2 separate regions of the Sus scrofa genome follow, and region 2 is linked to region 1. A link is a contact called in public HiChIP or PLAC-seq data. All regions are on one chromosome and are shown on one strand. The core of a region is the stretch at or near the end of the contact, and the rest is flanking DNA. Distances in the headings are between cores, read along the strand shown.

Region 1 (3,795 bases), core at 778-3,277:
TAACAGGGTCTCTCCAAGGTTGGGCATAGACTCCAAGGCCACGAAGAGAGAGGCCAGGAGGTTGCTGCAGCAATGCAGGTAAGCGAGGAGGGAGGTTTGGACCAGGTGTCAGGACAGCGGTGGGAAGTCAGAGGTTCCTGAATACATACTGATACAGAGCCGCAGGCTGCCTGCATGGGGTGTGAGAAACAGGTGACACAAGGCTCACACCGATGCATCTGCCCTGAGCAAGGGGAAGCATGGAGTGGCCGCAGCCTGTGGTTAAGCTGAGACTAACACAGCGTCTGGCACATACCACGGACCAACAGGCATGAAATAAATAAACCCCAGTTTTAAAGATTAAAAACGCTGAAGCTCACAGAAGTTCGTTTATTGACTCCAAGTTATACCATAACTCGTGGTAGAGCTGGGATGGAAAACTAGGCCTGCCTGGCCCAAAGGCCACCATTCCCCTGTTCAGCCGGCTGGGATGTTCCCAAAGAAGTGAACCAGAGCGGGCGGGTGAGACAAACAGGCTCTCTGGTTTCCTTTCTGAGCATATCATGAGTCCTCTTGCCCAAGCTGATGCAGGCTCTGTCCAAAGGTCGCAAACCAGGGACCTGCTGGCCTAATAAGGCCTGCTGCCATGTTTTGTTTGGCCCTGGGAGCTTTATAAAAACAATTCATGTTTGAATGCCTTTAGGCTGGGCTTGTGCTTTCCAGCTTGGCCACACACACACCACTCCCTCTCGCTTACAGCAGTGCCCTGCATGGCCCCTGAAGATACTGGAATTTTCTACCAGTGACTCAAACCAACACACCAAGCGGTAGGTGGCTATGGGGCAACACAGGGTGCTAAAAAGAAGTCCATGGTGTCAGACAGATGTGGGTTCACACCCCAGGCCGTCATTTACCATGTGCATCTGTGTGAGCGCAGCTGTCCCTCGCCTTCCCCAGCTGTCCGATGGGGAGAAGAGTACCCTCCCTGAGCTGGTGCTGTGAGACCACCGTGAGAGACGACATGCATTGTACACAAGCATAGCAAGCGCTGGACGTGTGGTCATTATCCTAGGGCAGGAATTGGCACACTTTTTCTGTAAAAGGCAAGAGGATTTAATGTGCTAGGGTTTGCAGACCATAGACTGTCCCAACTATTCAGCTCTGCCGTGGCAGCACAAAAGCAGCCCTAGAGAATGTGTAAGAGAAAAAGCATCTCAACAAAATTGTACTCACAAACCTCGGTGGAGGTCAGCTTGCCACTGGGCTACAGTTTGACAGTGTGCTCCTCTCTGTGACGGAGCCTTTGCTATGATGCTTCCCAACCACCACCCCTCCCCATTCTGCTCTATCTCATCTCCTCAATGCCTACAAAAAAAAAAAAAAAAAAAAAAAAAAAAGTCTTTAGCTATGAGCAAAGACTATTTCATGCTCTTTTTTTGGCCACGCCCATGGCATGTGGAAGTTCCCGGGCCAGGGATCTGAGCCAGAGTGGCAAGCCAAACCACTGCCATGACAACGTCAGATCTTTAACATACGGCACCATCTGAACTCCTATTTCATGTGCTCTTAATCCATGCTGTCAGGTGGCATCATGGTGATGCTAGCTGCTGCTCTCAGAGTCCCCATCAGACATGAATAAGTGGCTTCTGTGGTGGCCTCCTTTGACGTCACAGAAAGCAGGGCCCCAGCAGGAGAGGCATCCCCAGCAAGGCTGGGCTTTCCTTGGTCAGGCATCTGGCAAACATAGGCTGGACGGTGATCATCCCTGGACTTCTGGAATCCAGGAACAACCCAGCTGCTTCTCCGCAGCAAGTTCAAGGACACGGACAGATGGGTAAAGGTGCCCGGACTGAAGTCAGTCTCGTGGCTCCAGGCCAACCTCTGAGGGAACAGGAAGGCTTCTAAGCCCTTGGCATCGAGCGCCCCCCGGGCAGCTCTGCACATTTCCCATCCTTTGACCTAATCAGAGCTTTGATTTGCAGGCCTTGAGGGAGAAGCTGCTGGGTTGTTCCCACTGGGTTATTTTTGGGAGCTGGCAGGAGAAAGGGAAGAGAGAGAGGTCACCACCGGCCCCGCTGGGCAGTGCCGCACAGGCCCCTGAGTAAGCCGCGGAGCAGGCTTAGGTCATTTCCTCTGCCAGAGCTCCCGGTCAGGCAGCACCAGAAACTCCCGAGCGGGGCCAAAGAGGGAGGAAGCGGAGGTCTCCATCCTCCTTGAGAAATAACCTTTTTTCCCCCATGTTCCCCACTTTCACCAGAAGGGATCTGATGAAATTTCAACAAAACTTGCATGCTTTGGGGAAGACAAAAAGAAGGCCAAATTCACAGACAAAATGGAGAAATCAAAATGACAGAAATACTCATTGTTCCTCTACCTCTTCAATTTTTTTTTGTTTTTGTTTTTTTTTTAAGCAGGACATTAGCAGAGTTTGCCTCTAATCATGAAGAATAAGTCAGCTCAGCAAACCTCCGCCAGCCTGGGGATAAGAGGCGTCTTAATTATGAGGCGTTGCATGAGGGGGATCAATGAGCAGGAGATCTACTGTGACATCCCTCAGAACAGTCACAGGAGCTGCCACCAAAGGCTCTTCTCCAGGGCTGGCTTCATCAGTGTGAGCTGGGTCGTTGGACAGGGCCTTACGCTTAAAAGGGCTCCATCCTTGGTCCATCCCGGATTTAATGCTCTGTGGCGGCCACCGTTTGAAATCTTCGATACATTGCCCCACATTTTCATGCTGCACTGGGCAGCAAATGACATGGTCTGCCTGCTCTTCTTCCCCGAAAACAGTGTTTCTTATCCCTTTTTCCCCCTCCATTTCTATCCTCTCAAAGAGTCTTTTTAGACATTTTTTTACCCCTTTTCTGTAAAAGAAGTAATCTCCAATACTCTCTTAATGCGGAACACCACTACGACTTCCTGAAAACATAGGCAGAAGCAACAAAAATAGACATACAACCGCTATACTGAAACAACTTTAGCAAAGGTTTACTGTGGGGCTGGTAACCTTAAGTGGCCACAGAGGTGAAGCAGGTAGCACGAGTGAGTAAAGACAATAGAAAGAGGTAGAAGACAGGCTAATGTAAACTCAGGAGGGCATGTCCTGAGTGAAAGGGGCTGTGGACAGTCCACCCTGCTGGCTGTTGCTGCATAGGAGTGCAGCTCCAGTATCATTAGATATTATGATTCAAAAGAACTCCCCTAAAAATCCTTATGTACAATGATGCTAATGTGTAGACGTGGACAACTGTGGCGGGCAGATCCTGCTGGTAGCCTCCATGATTCCTGCTGTCTGTGTTCATAGCCCTCTGTGATTCCCCTCGCCCTGTTGGTGGGTAGAACCTGTGACTTGCTTCTTGCCAACAGAGTATAACAAAGGTGAAGCCATTTTTCGGATTCCATTAAGGCCCCAAACCAGTTGGTTTTGAATTGATCAAAAAGCAGAGGATGGTGGGTGGGCCTGGATTAATCAGGCGAAAAGTCCCTCAATGAGGACGGACCTCTCTCTGAGATGAGATGGCCTGGTGGCTTAACCAAGGATGTGCCCATGTTGGAGAAGTCCCTGGAACCAAGGTCTCAGGAACCTGAATTCTAGGTTGCACAGCTATAAGGAAAGGAACCCTGCCAACAACCTGAACATACTTAGCGGAAGTGACCTTTTCCCCACTGAAGCCTCCGGATGAGAACACAGCCTGGCTGACTCCTTCGTTGCAGCCTGATGAGATCCTGGGCAGAGGACTCTACGAAGCCATGCCTAGACTCCCGACTCTCGGAAACTGTGAGGTAATGTAGTTGCCTGGTTTTAAGCTTCTGAGTGTA
Region 2 (3,511 bases), core at 933-3,432, 110 kb after region 1:
GACCCCACAGACAGCCCCCAAGGTACCGATGCATTTCCTAGAACCGCTAGGACTCTGCCAAAAACCTATCTCCTTCTCTCTCCCTATCTATCTACCCAATCTCTCTCTCTCTCTCTCTCCCTCTTTTTATCTCTTTCTCTCTCCACACACACACACACACAAACACACATACACACTCAACTACTGAATTTTTCGTTTCAAACAGCTCACCTCAGATCATCATCACTCCGTGTTTTTCTAGCCAGAGAGAGTTAGATACATTAGGAATGTCAAAATAATTCACTGAATTTAAAACAAACTGAATGCAATTCCTTGTAATATATTTCAGGATTTAGTGTTCCAAAGACAAAACAACGGAAAGAGAGAGAGAAAAAGGAAGAAAGAATGAAAGAGGAAGGTAGGAAAGTAGGAAGGGAGGGAGAGAGGGAAGGACAAAGGCAGGCAAAAGGAAGAAAAAGAAATGAGGGTCACAGTCCTGCAACAGCATCTGTAAATGCACAGAAAACTAGAGAACTCATGTTTTCCTCGTCTGTCTAAGTCAAAAAGTTCAACGTGGATCTTAGGTTTGTGAAAGAGAACTCATTGTAGAGGTACTAGCCCCAAACTTACACATGGAACCTCTCAAGCAGACGCTTTGTACCACTAAGGTATTTTGCTTGAAGCACAGGATTTGATTTGACTTGAGCTATTTCCACTTGCTTTGCTCATCTCCTTCTTTCCCACTCCCTAACTAAAATACACCCTGAACTGTCCAATCTTTCATCATTCCTGTGCGAACACTAACTGACTGAGGCCGGCTCTCACCCCACCCCTTTCCAAGTTGGACTGTCTCTCTGCACTTTTTTGGGTAAGATTCAAGTTAAGAAAGGTGCTGTAAGTCATTAAGCATCCTCTATTGCTTCTTTAAGGGCTATTTCAAGACGTTCCAAGTACTTCACCCTGGCTGGGCTACGATATCTGAGACTTTTCCCCCTTCAAATCTAAGCTAATAGAGAGTCTTTTTTAAAAGAATGGACAAACATTCCAGAGAAGTTCTGTTTTTCCCCCAACAGGTCTGCCCATCCCTACAAGCTGCATTCTTATAAGAATAGTCCCAAAGTGAGTCACGACAACAAAAGAAACAGAGAGTTTCTCAATGTGACACAGGGAGAATTTTTTTATTTGAATTTGCATGTTGTTTATATTTTCAAAGAGGAACTGGAAGAAAGGGGTTTCACTCTCATTGAGTATATCCAGTCATGAGTTCTTTTTGAGCTCTGCTGTTTGCTCTGTTCCCCTCAGCAGTGAATACTTGGAATGGGGGACTATGACTCAATTTCCCTTGCTTTCATCTCACTCATTCTTTCATCCATCTTTCCCAACATGCCATGAGTAAATTCTTTGCCAGTGTTGATTCCAAACTTCAGTTCTAACCGCATCACCCTACCAATCCCTCCCCATTTGGGGAGGTCCAAGTTTCCACCCTTTCAAAGTTCTTCATAACCCTGCCTCATTTCTGTTACTTCCCTCGCATGGAACTGCCTCAGCTAACCTTCTCTGTGTGTCCTTTCTCTGCTCTTTCCCGGAAAAAATATTTTGCTAAAATGCCTCATTCCCCTTCCCCTTCAGTATTTGCTCTCCATGTTTATAAATAACTACTCTGAATTTCATCTAAAATCCTTCTCAAAGGAATGTTTTTGCCTTCAATTACACTGTTTTTTACACATCATTTGTCATTATCTGCCTAGTGCATAAAAGGCTGCCTGTGAGATATAGTCTTCCAATCAATCTTGATTTAATAAACAAGTAAATCACATGGGCCCTTGCTGCTGCCAATTTTATTAACAATCACCTTTCCTTGGGTTAAGAATAATGAGAACTCTGATTGTGTGCTCTGGTTTGGTCCCCCTGCCAAGATCGATATGTGAACATGTTCGATACTGCACAGTGAGGCATGGCTGGGTAGTAGCCCACAAAACAAAAGGAAAAGAGTTCTAAAGCTCGGCAGGTGTCAGTGGATGGGGAGGGAAGGAAAGGGATGGATAGAGAAGCAGGAGGACAGAAGGAAAGCAACTCTGTGGGAAAATGACTAAATCCAAAATTAGCATAATGTTCAGTTTCATTTTAGGGAGGGGATCTGCACCAGAGCTGCAAGATGAAATCGGAGGATACTGTTAACATGTAGGAAACCCTGGTGTGGCAGCAGGTGCAGAAGCCCTATTAATGGAACAGAGGAACTGCTGCAGTAGGGAGAAGTACAGCTCGGGGGGAAATCCAGGTCATCCAAAAGGGAAAATGGAACAAGGAAGCCTCATAGGTTATGCTGGAGTGGGTGGAATTGGAACTGACATTTATTTAAATACTTCTTGGGTCACGCTTAGTCAGAGAAATGAGTGAGATGGACTCTCTATATAAGAAAATGAGTCCAGCTTTGGAACCAAGAAACCCAGAGGGAGGAAAAAGGAGAGAGACTGAGAGTAACTTTCATGAATGGGTCTTGTCACTCCTTGGGCTTCTATTTCTTAATCTGTAAAATGAAGAGAGGACTGTACGCCCTTTGGCCCTGCTGGTTTGTTTAAAAGGTGAAAAGCCACTAAAAGCCAAATGATAAATTAATTATCGTTGCTATTATTTTCTCAAATTGGGATTGAAAGTCTCCATTAATTCAGTCTAGACGTTAACACACTACTAAACGTTACCTTTAAAAACTGAGGAGTTTCCTTGTGGTGCAGCGGGCTAAGGATCTGATCTTACTGTGGTACAGGTTTGATCTCTGGCCCAGGAACTTCCAAATGTGGCAGTCGTGCAAAAAAAAAAAAAAAAAAAAAAATAGGAAAAAAGAAAAAAAGAAAAGAATGACAAGGTGGGTGGAGCTGGTTTATAGAGCTACTGTTTGGAGACCAATGCTTTACGCTTTGGTGATATTCATGGAAGACCTGCAGTTACCATTAAAAATAACACCTCCCATGTGCCAGGCATAGTGCTCAGAGCATTACCTCTTACCTTTCAATCCCCACAAAAGCCTGGGTATGTTGATGTTATGATCTACACTCTTCAATAGAGAGGTTAAGCCTCACCCAAAGTCATACTGATCATTGGGCTGCAGGATCTCTGACTTCAAAGATATTACTGTCCCACTAATCCAGTTCTTCTCAAAACTTTATTATTTTAACATAAAACTTTTTTCCCCCTAAATGCTACTCAGAAATCCAATGTGAAGCAGTGAGGCTGTTCTTCTGAAACAAACATGAGTGAGAGGAATTCCTACCTACTTAGCTTCTCCCACATGCGCTCTTCACACCCACCCCCCCAAACAGCATCTCGAAAGACAGTTTCTGTGCTCCCCTGGAGTTCCTGGAATATAGGTGGGAAGTTTCCATTTCACTATGCCTACTGAAAATACAAGGGCTATCCATTTGAAAGGAGAGGGGGAACATGCTTTAAAGAGCAAAATGCTTTTCTGCCAGCACTGGAGCAGTTTGTGTAAATGAGAGTGTGTCTCTTCACATCAGTTCTGACGGCATTCCTCGCG

Evidence for each region. HiChIP or PLAC-seq counts read pairs in DNA pulled down with a chosen protein or histone mark.
Region 2: a contact with region 1 is called in an H3K27ac HiChIP or PLAC-seq map of skeletal muscle, with 2.0 times the contacts expected there. The contact joins two enhancer-like sites. A contact is called at or near these places in 4 of 47 Hi-C or Micro-C datasets (adipocytes, embryonic fibroblasts, fibroblasts and 1 more) and 1 of 2 datasets of contacts at active chromatin or transcription factors (skeletal muscle).

What each region holds. Positions count from the first base shown.
Region 1 is chr12:10,604,469-10,608,263 of Sscrofa11.1, forward strand. No RefSeq gene overlaps it. Among named protein-coding and RNA genes, the nearest start is that of KCNJ16, 68 kb to the left of the region's middle. Within about 2 kb of position 2,028, at least 11 of the 83 cell types and tissues checked have an H3K27ac peak or open chromatin away from gene starts, as enhancers often do. A contact at or near this core is called in skeletal muscle, where this site is marked.
Region 2 is chr12:10,712,964-10,716,474 of Sscrofa11.1, forward strand. No RefSeq gene overlaps it. Among named protein-coding and RNA genes, the nearest start is that of KCNJ16, 180 kb to the left of the region's middle. Within about 2 kb of position 2,183, at least 4 of the 83 cell types and tissues checked have an H3K27ac peak or open chromatin away from gene starts, as enhancers often do. A contact at or near this core is called in skeletal muscle, where this site is marked.